Linked DNA regions of Rattus norvegicus: region 2 is linked to region 1. The links are chromatin contacts, called in public HiChIP or PLAC-seq maps. All regions are on one chromosome and are shown on one strand. Each heading gives the region's core, a stretch centred on a gene start, on an enhancer-like site or on the middle of the called end of the contact. The rest is flanking DNA. Distances are from core to core; before and after follow the strand shown. Region 1 holds the start of Sos1 (SOS Ras/Rac guanine nucleotide exchange factor 1). Region 2 holds the start of Morn2 (MORN repeat containing 2).

Region 1 (6,005 bases), core at 2,611-5,110:
ATGCAGTTGAATATGCTTCAGAAGGAGGCCATTAATGTAAATGAAGTTGCCGTTTCTAATGCCTGTGAGACCCTGAAGTTCAAGGACAGGAATCTTGCACATGGACTGAGAACTGTAGAGACATGATATTTAAGCTTTGGGGTGGGGTCGGGGAGACTACGTGAACGTTCCTAGAGTACCAGGGGGATCTGAGGCGGGACAGTGCTGCACAGACTGGAGACGAACGGGTATGCCAAACACTTGGAACAAACAGCACGTGCATGGGTCAGTGATAGGTGAGGGAGGCCAGCAGGAGGGGTGTATTTGAAGTAGAGATACGATTGTGCAAAACCACGATTATCAGGTTAAGGACCTTTGAGTTTCTCCTGCGACGCTAGTGGATACTCTGGAACAGCAAAGCACCTAGATCCCACACCAGCTTTAAGGTTACTGTGGCTGCGATGGAGGGAAGCAGGTGGTCCTGTCCCGGCTAGCCGGGCCACCCTTTCACCTGCAGGGAGCGAGCGCGGTCGGGGCCCTGCGTCCTCCCCGCCCCTTCCCTTGACGCTCCAGGTCGGATGAGCTCGGAACTCGACTACTTTGCCTGAACGCTTCGCTTAGGGTTGCGACTAGTGAGTACAGACGCGCCCCCGTGCGTCACCTCCGTTCTGGCAGTGAGGCTGCCTAGCACCGTGGAGTGGCGCCAAGGGGAGCGTCTGCGCTTGCGCCGCAAGTCGAAGGCCCTGTGCGTGAAAATGACGAGTTCCTGCCTCGCATTGCTATCTGCTGGTCTAGGTGTTTGCTTTTGTCCTAAGAGATGTAGGCAGACATTTGGTAGAGGCTCGACAGCTCCGCGATTTTAGTTGCCCTGGCTAACCCTTCTTGCTACTCCGCTAGGAAGCAATTTCCCTTGATCCATTTGCTTTTAGTCTGCAGCCAGAATTTCACACTGGTGAAAACCTGACCTGGCCGCTAAACTTGACAATCCATGTTCCTAGGGCTTGCTCCCTTTGTACTTAAATCAGATTCCTAGTGCAAGGGAATCTTGGAGTTTAGTTACCAATACCTTAATGCTCTTTGATATCTTGAAGTGAATACATGTAGATTTCGCTCGCGCATTCTCGAAGATCACCTATTTTCCTTTATGGATTATTTATTTGGTTATTTGAGAAAGGGTTTCACTATGTCGCTCTGATTGCCCTGGTACTCACCATATAGACCAGGCTGACCTCGAACAAAGTGATTCTTCTGTCTGTGCCTCCCAAGTGCTGGCATTAAAGACTTGCACACCTGTCATACTACACCTATGTAGTCTTTTTTTTTTTTTTTTTTCGGAGCTGGGGACCGAACCCAGGGCCTTGCGCTTTCTAGGCAAGCACTCTACCACTGAGCTAAATCCCCAACCCCACACCTATGTATTCTTACTGCAAGTTTCCTCTATGCAACTTTGATGCCATTAAAAGCAATGCCTCCTGCTGTGCATATGTAATAAATCCTGGGAAATGTTAGGGTTTTTTTGGGGGGGGGCATTTATATTCTAGTGAAGGGAGTTCACAAATACATGACTGAGAGTTTGGATAGAGTTATACAGGATGGTAGTTCATTAGGCTGATCAGAATAGGCTTCTTGGATGTCCGATGTTTAGAACTACCCATGTGAACACCTAGGCACTCCAGACTGGGAGGAACCACGGAAACAAGAGTGGTGCTTTTTGGGAATAGGTTAGAGTGATAGAGCCTGATGAACCATGATTAACAACTGAGAGAAAACCTTAAGACTGTTTTAAGTAGGTGCCAGATTCGTAGCTTTGCGCAGAACTTTGAAGTGTGTGTTCTTTAGATTTTGAGATAGCATTTCATGTAGCCCTGGCTGGTCACCATGCAGCTGAGATCGGCCTTGCTCCTCTGCCTCTACCTCTCTCCTGAGGGCTGGGATCAGTGGCTACATTACTGCCTGAAGCTTGAAATGTGTTTTAATAGTGAGAAGCCAAGGACCAGTTTTCTATAATAGTTGATTTGGTTCAGTCATTTGAGACCACATAAACCTGTTGTTGAAAATAACTGATATATCAGTTGTCCTCTGAAACTCCTTTTCTAACTCCTTCCTAAGCTATCACTCCTCTGCTTTTCTCTTTTGAAAAAGTATATTTATCTTGTGTCTGACACACCCGCCACTGAACACGTGTAGAGACCAGAAGAACTTTTGGGAGTTAGTTTTTCTGCTTCCACCTCGTGGGTCTCTAAGACAGAACTCGGGTTCTCGGGCTTGGCTGCAGGTACCCTTTACTGGCTGAGTCATTTCACCAACAGGCCTGCTCTGCTGTCTTATTACTCTGATGGTCAATGGATGGACTTCAAACTGTTGTTGAGCCGTTTAAAATGAGGGGAATTTTTAAAAAGATGTAAATCCGTGTATGCATTATAAAAGGAAAGACTTGAAGATTTCATTCAGACCCTATAAGGTGGTCTAAAAGATGGTGGTTTCAAACATTTTTTCTTCTGTGAGATCTTGTTTATTGTACTTCAAAACAGCAAGACCTAATGTCAATTTGAACCCAGGCTGGTTCTTCCAACTGTCTCGTCATCTATGAAATGAAAACTGAGAATTAAAACAACGCTGTACTCAGAAAGAGTTCAATGATAAGGCACAATGTGCCATAGCGCTGCACAGTGCCACTATAATAAGCATCTCCATCCTCACGATGGAAGGACAATTCATAGATACTGCTTTTATAGCATTCCGCAATTTTCACGTCTCTATTCTGGGTCGAGTACCAAGGCGAGGTGAGGGGTGGGGGGGGAATCTCTGTCTTCCAGAAGCTAATTATCCAGTTGAAGCTATGAAAGATCCCAAGCAGGACGACTAAATCCACAAATAAAAGCTCGTGGGTTTGAGTAGACACACGATCAATAAATACTACACGTATCCGTTCTCATGGCATGGAAAGGCAGATGGAAAAAAGCAGTCTCTCCTCCCACCAGACAAACCCTGAGCAGTCGTTTTTTTGTGAGAGGAATCTATCTTTTGTGCAATCTGTTTAGTATACAGTGCATGCTCAGGGCACTCCTTATCTTCGTGCTGGGAACAAAGTACACACACCCCTTTTCTAAAACACAGGGCCTAGGATCTCCTAGAACTGGATGGGCTCCCCGCCTGCCGGACCACACAAAGGGGGCGCTTTGCCTGCTCGCAGGCCCCCACACCCAGACACTTTCTCGGGTCGCGGGTTCGCTTTCAGGGTCCCTCAGCCCCGCCTCTGCGAGTGCCCTCCCCAGCCTCTGGCGCGCACCCCTCCTCATCCGCGGGCAGATGGAAAACCCGGAGCGAACCGGCCTGGGCCGCTGGCGCATGCTCAGTTGCGAGCAGGTTCAGTTTGCTAGTAGGAAGCTCCAGCGCTACACCGGCGGCGGCGGCAGCGGCAGCAGCAGCGACGACGGCCGAGCGGCCGGATTCCCCGGCAGCGACCTCGGGCCCTTCTCCTTCCTCACCCGATCCCGGTCCCGGCCCGCCCCGCTCTGGGCCTCTCGCTTGAGTTCCCCGCCCGCGAGCGGGCGCCACCGGCCCGAGCGTCCCTCCACGCGCCGTCTCTCGGAGGGCCAGGCCGTGCGGGGGAGCTCAGCCCCGGCGGAGGGCGGCCCGGGGCGGAGCGGGGGGCCTGCCCCGGGGCGGTGGTGCGGGATGCCGCCGCCGCCACCGCCGGGCTGCGTTGCCTCTCGACGAGCGGCGCGCGTGTCCGGTGGGTGCCCGGCCGCGGGCCTCGCCCCCCAGACTCCTCGCCAGCGCTAGCCGGGCCGCGCGGCGCCCCGAGGGGGCCGGGCTGTGCGCGGGCTGCGGCCCTTCTCCGCGCCGCGAGCCGCCGCCCCTCCGTCCGTCCCGAGGCGCCCCGCAGGCACCATGCAGGCGCAGCAGCTGCCCTACGAGTTTTTCAGCGAGGAGAACGCGCCCAAGTGGCGGGGGCTGCTGGTGCCTGCGCTGAAAAAGGTAGGGGCGCGGAACCCGCTTCCCGGCCCCAGTCCGCTCGGGGCCGGGTGAGGGCGGGGAGGCGGGGCGCCACCGCGGTCTTTCTTCCCGGTCTCGGGTCTCGGGGAGGTCTGCTCAGGCTGTGAGGTTCCCCGCGTCCGCTGCTCCAGCTGTTGACACTCGCCCGGGGTGCGTGGGAAGGCCGCACACAGTCGGGGAGGGTTGGTCTGGATCATCCAAGCACCGAGGCGAGGGTTGGAGGAGCCTCGGTTTTCCGTGGAGGTCAAAGAAGGCCATTGCCTACCTTCTCGATCTTACCGAGCTGCGGTCAGTCTCTCGTTTTAGGAGTCCAGGGCTCTCACTGGCTCGAAAGTGCCCTGGCCACAGTGCTTGCCTAAGTAATTGCGAGGTTGCCTGCCAGTAAGAACATGGCCTGCTTGGTTTTGCTCGTCCTCAGTCATAACTCCCCGTTCTCTTGACACCCTCCCCCCTCCCATTACAGGAGTGATGCACATGCCACTGTATTCAGATTGGTTCTTTTGAAGTAGCTGAGAATCTTCGAACCTCGTTTGGTTTGGTGTTTTGCATCTTTAGTCTTTGTGTCTTTGAGTTTGCCAGAGGTTGAAGTAAATTATTTGGAAATTATTTGCTACATTTTAAAAGCTTCTAAAGCAACTGTCTGGTTTGGCATTTTGAATTTATGTTTGCCAGTAGTTATCCGTGGCTGTTGATACATTTCGAAAGCTTCTAAAGCAACGCTTGTACCAAGACATCTGAAACAGGTGTGTTTGAATGGATTTTTAAAACCAGATTGGTTTTTGTTTTTATTTGCCTTACCTGTAGAGATTGTTTTACTCTTCCAGGAGTTTTAATCTCGATTTCTTGTTGCTCAGATGATTTTCATGCTCTCTTTGCTAAAATACAGTTTTGTTACTACTGAGTATTGAGTACAGAGTTTGCTGTACCATGCAGAGCTTTTCTATAACCAGAAAGTGTTTTCATACTCCACAGAGGCCAGCACCTTTTAGTTTCTCCTTTGCACTGTTCTCCCCTTCCCCTCTTGGTATCTTATGCTGGAAAACTGTTTGCTTTTTTGGGAGACTTTGCTTTTATTTTTCAGACTTGGGTTACTGGTTTTTATCCTCAAATGTCTTACAAATCTCTAGGTTTTCTAAGGAAATCAAAGAGGTCACCTCGTTGTGCATACTTTGTTCATTAGAGATCCCATGAGGCTTCAGTCCATTTTTACCTTGGCTTTACCTGCACACTTGCCTGCTTAGTTTGTAGAATTGGAGAAGTATGCCTCATGACGCTAGAAGTTTGGTATCTTGACAGGACAAGATGAGACAGAAAAATTGATTTATATGTACAAAAGCTCTCACAGAACATTACCAGTTTGAGGTATTCGGCTTAAAAGCAGGTAGCTCCTATTCTAAGGAGACCTCCACAATATCACTTGAGGATCCTTTGGAGTGGTAGGAAGAGCATTGTAGAAGTTGGCAGACTACTGTAACCTGCCTCATGGGTGGCCCTCGCAGAAACCTATTTTGTGTGGCTGGCATTCTGGGTCTTTTTGTTCGTTGTTTTGTTTTTCATTTTATGTAATCAGTTGCCAGTATCTTAAGATGAGAAATGTCGGGGTTGGGGATTTAGCTCAGTGGTAGGGCGCTTGCCTAGCAAGCACAAGGCCCTGGGTTCGGTCCCCAGCTCTGAAAAAAAAAAAAAAAAGATGAGAAATGTCACATACAATCTGAGTTCTTATTTTTTTCTTGAATTAGAGATGGACTTGCCATACATTTTCACCATCAGAAAACTGCTGGAGTTGTGAGTGACTGCCTTCTGTGGAAAGGGTTTTGTCCCCAGTTCACCATAGTGTGGCTTGTGTTCTATAGCTTCGCGGTTGGCTGGCTTTCCGCTTGAAGCAGAGCCGTCCCTGCAGAAGTGAGATGAAGAGGGAGTTTACAGGGTCCCTAATGCATGAGGTTCTCCTCATTCACATTCCCACCTGCAATGCTCTTAGGACACCCAAGACAAGGCTGGATATATTTCTCATATTCAGAATATGC
Region 2 (6,005 bases), core at 2,248-4,747, 190 kb after region 1:
TGCATGCTTACCGTATGTGTCTCCATTGGGAAATATAAATTTTATCTTGAACACTTCTAAAGATGCTTTAAGAGATTGGAGAAAATAAAGGTAAGTTTAAATAGGTTAATATCACAAGACCTACAGTAAATGTGCTTTCAGCACTAGTCAGACAAATTCTCTTCACAAGCACTTCCTCACTGGCATTTATACTGCTATCTTGCCTAGATGGTCTATTTTCATTTATTTGATAAGATTTTATTTGTATAAATGTATTATTATTAGCTGGGCGGTGGCCCATGTTTTAGCGATGCTTATCAGATTACCAAATCTGTTTACAGCGCCCAGCGACCATGCTGCACTCTCCTGGAAGTGTGCGTGTCTGCTTTGGTTGGAAACAGAATACAGCGGTGTGTTTGCTGACATTGGGCTAAGTCAGCTCTGTCACTTTCTCTGGCCTTAGAAAAATGGCTTACACCTCAAGTGTTTCCTTCTTCCCATTGACTAAAAGGGTGAAGCCATGTAAGCCATGCAGGCTAACGTGTAACTCTGTAGATGCTACCTAGCTCAGATATGGCCTCTCTGCGGTCTTTCTGATTTCTTCTCATCCCTACACTCCTCTAGTCCCAGACTCAGGGTCCTATTAAAACAATGCTATGTGTTTGTCTCGTGTCACAGTCACCATAGAGCAGTTAGATCTCCTCTCACCACCTCACTCAGGATTGACTACTGACAGAAAAATGCTTATCTAGGGGATGAATGGCTCTTGAGACACAACCATTAGATGCCGGCTAAGAAAGACACGACTAAACACAATCGATCATACAGGAAATGGAGCAGTTCTCAACCACTCTTCAAATTTCCACATTCGATGGGTACAGTCTTGTGCAGTTTTATCTTGGGGAAATTTTTCCCATTTTTTTTATTTATTTATTTATTTATTTATTTATTTATTTATTTATTTATTTATTTTGTTTTTAGTAATGTTTTGTGGCTGATATTCGAGAGAGAGTAATACTTTGAACACTACTGAAAGGAAATCTAAGAAAGTGCACGTCTTTTAAAGAGCTGTGTCACAAATAACCCTATTAAAAAATGGGGCTCAGAGCTAAACAAAGAATTCACAGCTGAGGAATGCCGAATGGCTGAGAAACACCTAAAGAAATGTTCAACATCTTTAGTCATAAGGGAAATGCAAATCAAACAACCCTGAGATTTCACCTCACACCAGTGAGAATGGCTAAGATAAAAAACTCAGGTGACAGCAGATGCTGGCGAGGATGTGGAGAAAGAGGAACACTCCTCCATTGTTGGTGGGATTGCAGACCGGTACAACCATTCTGGAAATCAGTCTGGAGGTTCCTCAGAAAATTGGACATTGAACTGCCTGAGGATCCAGCTATACCTCTCTTGGGCATATACCCAAAAGATGCCCCAACATATAAAAGAGACACGTGCTCCACTATGTTCATCGCAGCCTTATTTATAATAGCCAGAAGCTGGAAAGAACCCAGATGCCCTTCAACAGAGGAATGGATACAGAAAATGTGGTACATCTACACAATGGAATATTACTCAGCTATCAAAAACAACGAGTTTATGAAATTCGTAGGCAAATGGTTGGGACTGGAAAATATCATCCTGAGTGAGGTAACCCAATCATAGAAAAACACACATGGTATGCTTTCATTGATAAGTGGACATTAGCCCAAATGCTTGAATTACCCTAGATGCCTAGAACAAATGAAACTCAAGATGGATGATCAAAATGTGAATGCTTCACTCCTTCTTTAAAAGGGGAACAAGAATACCCTTGGCAGGGAATAGAGAGGCAAAGATTAAAACAGACACAGAAGGAACACCCATTCAGAGCCTGCCCCACACGTGGCCCATACATATACAGCCATCCAATTAGTCAAAATGGATGAAGCAAAGAAGTGCAGGCTGACAGGAGCCGGATGTAGATCGCTCCTGAGAGACACAGCCAGAATACAGCAAATACAGAGGCAAATGCCAGCAGCACTGAACTGAGAATAGGACCCCCGTTGAAGGAATCAGAGAAAGAACTGGAAGAGCTTGAAGGGGCTCGAGACCCCATATGTACAACAATGCCAAGCAACCAGAGCTTCCAGGGACTAAGCCACTACCTAAAGACTATACATGGACTGACCCTGGACTCTGACCTCATAGGTAGCAATGAATATCCTAGTAAGAGCACCAGTGGAAGGGGAAGCCCTGGGTCCTGCTAAGACTGAACCCCCAGTGAACTAGATTGTTGGGGGGAGGGCGGCAATGGGGGGGAGGATGGGGAGGGGAACACCCATAAGGAAGGGGAGGGGGGAGGGGGATGTTTGCCCGGAAACCGGGAAAGGGAATAACACTCGAAATGTATATAAGAAATACTCAATAAAATAAAAAAAAAAAAAAAAAAAAAAAAGAGCTGTGTCACACCAGTGTTTGGGCCCTCTGCTGAAAAAGGAGAGAGAAGTCTCAAATGCCTTTTGTGCCCTCTAGTGTTACAAATATGGGGCAGCACTGGATCATGTGAATGTAACATATCTTCCACCTGCTGCATGATATGCTTTGGTAGCTTTATCAAAGATGGTTTCAATATTACTCAGGATGTTTTCTTTCTAGATGATTTGAAAGCTAAATAATATACACATACATACATACACACATATATGTATATGTATATACTTATATACGTATATATATATTGTGCTGGTACCCTAATGGTCACAGACCTGTCCTGTTTTCTGGTTGTTTGGTGGTGTTTGCCTGTTTGTTTGTTTGTTTGTTTTTAAGGTGAGGCTGTACATCTACGATTTTGTTCCTATGACTACAGGACCTGGAAAAGCTGTTGTTATTGATGCATAGCACACTGCTATTATTTGTCTTAATACATATTTATAAATATATTTATATAGATATTTTCACCTTTAATTTTAATTTTTTTAAACTGTATTTGTGCTTTCAAGTTTGGGATGGGGAAGCACCCGGGTTCACCGTGTTGAGCTGTCGTTGTACAGAAATCAGCAGCCATATTGGTCTAGAAACATTAAGCCTACTTTCTTTTCCATTTGCACAGGGGTTACTTCACTGAGGTAAAGCCTTATCCGTGTGAGTTCGATTACTAATAAAATGTTCTCTAAATAAAGGGGTGACGTTTTCCCATTCAAATCTCTGGATTATGTGAGTTAGAAAGAATCTCTGCGATTGTTCTGGCACCATAAAGGAAACAAATCCAGAGATAACAGCGAACCAACGACAGACTCGGAGGCCCAGACCATATCTCCGGATTCCCCGACACCGGGCTATCGCTGCCCTCCACCCCATTGCGAACGCTGCAGCTGGCTCCCGGTCCATCGGCTCCAGGTGAAGGCGCCCTTCCCTAGAGGCCTGGGAGGAAGCGCACTCACTTGATGGAGACGTGTAGGACAGGCTTTCGCGACTCAGCGATTCCCCTAGGCTCGCCAGCTCGGCAGGCTGGAGGGAGCTGGGCGCTAGGACAGAGCGGGCCTCGGTTGCTGGGGCGACCGGGCGACCTCTCACCCGGAAGCAAACATGCAAGGGGCCAATCGGAAGACGCCTGGGCGGGGCAGCTGCTGCGGGTGAGGTCCAAGAAGGAGGCCGAACCCAGCCCGGACCCCGACCCTGGGTGCCGCCTCCTGAGCTCTGAGGCCAGCGACGCTACGAGCCAGGTACGGCCTAACGTGGCGTGTGCGGGGCCGCGCGGGTTCAAGGTTGCCAGGCCTGCCTGCCGCCTCCCTTCTCCAGAGCTCACATCCGAGGACCGTCCTGCCCCGATGGTCCTGTCTGTCAGCTCCGGGCCAGTGAACCGGGACCAACAGGATCCTGGGGACCCCGGGATCTGCAGTCGAGGTCGTCCACGCCCGAGGCTCCGAGCAGGGTTGGATAGGAAGGGCCCCCAGCCCCGTTTCCTGTCTGTGGCCCTGTGTCGACCCGAGGGGCTATTTGGGGAGAGGGTTGGAGAAGATGAATGTTGAAGAAAGGAACTTTGCATGACTAGATATCTGAATGGAGCCGCGTGATGTATAGTAGTCAGAGGTTTGCCTGGGAGGCAAGCGGAGTGGGTTCATTTTCATCACCTCAGCTTGATGATGCTGGACGTGGGAGCCAAACTTGGATGTGAAACAAAGGATCCTTTTAGAGCCAAACTTAGATCCAGTGTCTACGGTGAAGAAGATGAAATCTTCGCAGGCTAGATAGATAGTGGAATTCTCCCCTGTGGATTATACAGTCTAATTTGTATTCTACAGTAAACGTCTGGGGAATGTGGTATCTGGGGAACTTGGTATCGCATGCCGCTGTAATCGGCATACAATAATCTTGTTTCAAATTTTTGTGTGAAAATCACAGCTCAAGTTGAAAATGTAACCTTTTCTGTGTTGGTGTGAGGCAACCTGTTTTAAAATCAGTACAGAATCTTCTTGCCTTTCTTTCAACCATGAATTGACCTCGGCTGGGTGGTTTGGGTGGTGAGATGTTTGATGTATGTTTTCCTTTCTTCCTACATTCAAACAAACAAACAAAAACACGATATGCAGCAGGGCGTGGTAGTGCATGCCTTTGAAGGCAGAGACAGATGACTCTCTATAAATTCGAGTCCAGCCTGGTCTACAAAGGAGTTCCAGGACAGCCAGGGCTACACAGAGAAACCCTGTCTGGAAAGACAGAGGGGGAGGGGGAAAAGGAGAGGGAAGGAGATGTGTGTGTGTGTGTGTGTGTGTGTGTGTGTGTGTGTGTGTGTGTGTAATTATTGATGCACAGCATTAGAGAACTTAATTTGTGCTATTTCTTCAGTCACATGTTAATCATTTAATGTCATTATGGTTTTGTGAGTGTGTGTATATCCTGCTGTCTTTAGAGAACTTGTAGTTTGGACTTCTGTTCTTATCTAATGAGGATCTGGGGTTAGAGAGAAGTTGAAATAATCAGATGTTGTTGTTGTTGTTGTTGTTGTTGTTGTTGTTTGGTTGGTTGGTTGGTTTTGGTTTTGTTTTCTAAGACAGAGTTTTCTCTGTGTAACCCTGACTGGCTTGGAACTCACTCTGTAGACCAGATTGGCTTCCAACTCACAGATCTGTCTGCCTCTGGAGTGTTGGGACTAAAGGGCTATGTCACCATTGCCTGACAAGTTTTAAATCTTAAATTGAAAGAGAACATTATTTGTGTTTTATTTGATTTCTATATGGTGTTTGGCCATTGGGGGGGTGGGGGGTTTCTACTCACCAAGGAGAAAAAGTATCTGTCTTAGTCAGGGTTTTCTTTTTTTAAAAGATTTATTTTTTGTATGTGAGTGCACTCTCACTGTCTTCAGACACACCAGAAGAAGGCATTGGATCCCATTACAGATGGTTGTGAACTATCATGTGGTTACTGGGAATTGAACTCAGGACCCCTGGAAGAGCGGTCAGTGCTCTTAACCACTGAGCCATCTCTTCAGCCCTCAGTCAGGGTCTCTATTCCTGCACAAAACATCATGACCAAGAAGCAAGTTGGGGAGGAAAGGGTTTATTCAGCTTACACTTCCACATTGCTGTTCATCACCAAAGGAAGTCAGGACTGGAACTCAAGCAGGTCAGGAAGCAGGAGGTGATGCAGAGGCCATGGAGGGATGTTACTTACTGGCTTGCTTCCCCAGCTTGCTCAGCTTGCTCTCTTATAGAACCCAGGTACCACCCACCCTATCACCCTTGATCACTATTTGAGAAAATGTCTTACAGCTGGATCTCATGGAGGCATTTCCTCAAGAGAGGCTCCTTTCTCTGTGATAACTCCAGCTTGTGTCAAGTTGACAGACAAAACCAGCCAGTGCAGTGTCTTTCCAGAGCTAGCTAATGAACAACTCATCGGGTAACCTGCCATTTCATATGAAAACTAACCAGTCTTGGATTCAAATCCCAAATCACTACCTTTATCTACCATTCACACTGCACCTGATACTGAAGTCAGTCAGGTACCACAGTGAAGGAGAAGATGCAGTGGGGGAAGGACCATCA

The links. HiChIP or PLAC-seq counts read pairs in DNA pulled down with a chosen protein or histone mark.
Region 2: an H3K27ac HiChIP or PLAC-seq map of oligodendrocytes shows a contact between it and region 1, with 9 times the contacts expected there. The contact joins the promoter of Morn2 here to the promoter of Sos1 in region 1.

Annotation. Positions count from the first base shown.
Region 1 is chr6:20,282,257-20,288,261 of GRCr8, forward strand. Sos1 (SOS Ras/Rac guanine nucleotide exchange factor 1) reads left to right here and starts at 3,861. Exons shown (of 22, transcript NM_001100716.1): 1 at 3,861-3,960. The coding sequence starts at 3,874.
Region 2 is chr6:20,473,986-20,479,990 of GRCr8, forward strand. It overlaps Morn2 (MORN repeat containing 2), which reads right to left and starts at 3,498. Exons shown (of 5, transcript NM_001126086.2): 1 at 3,402-3,498; 2 at 12-65. The coding sequence starts at 26. It also overlaps a transcript of Dhx57 not described here.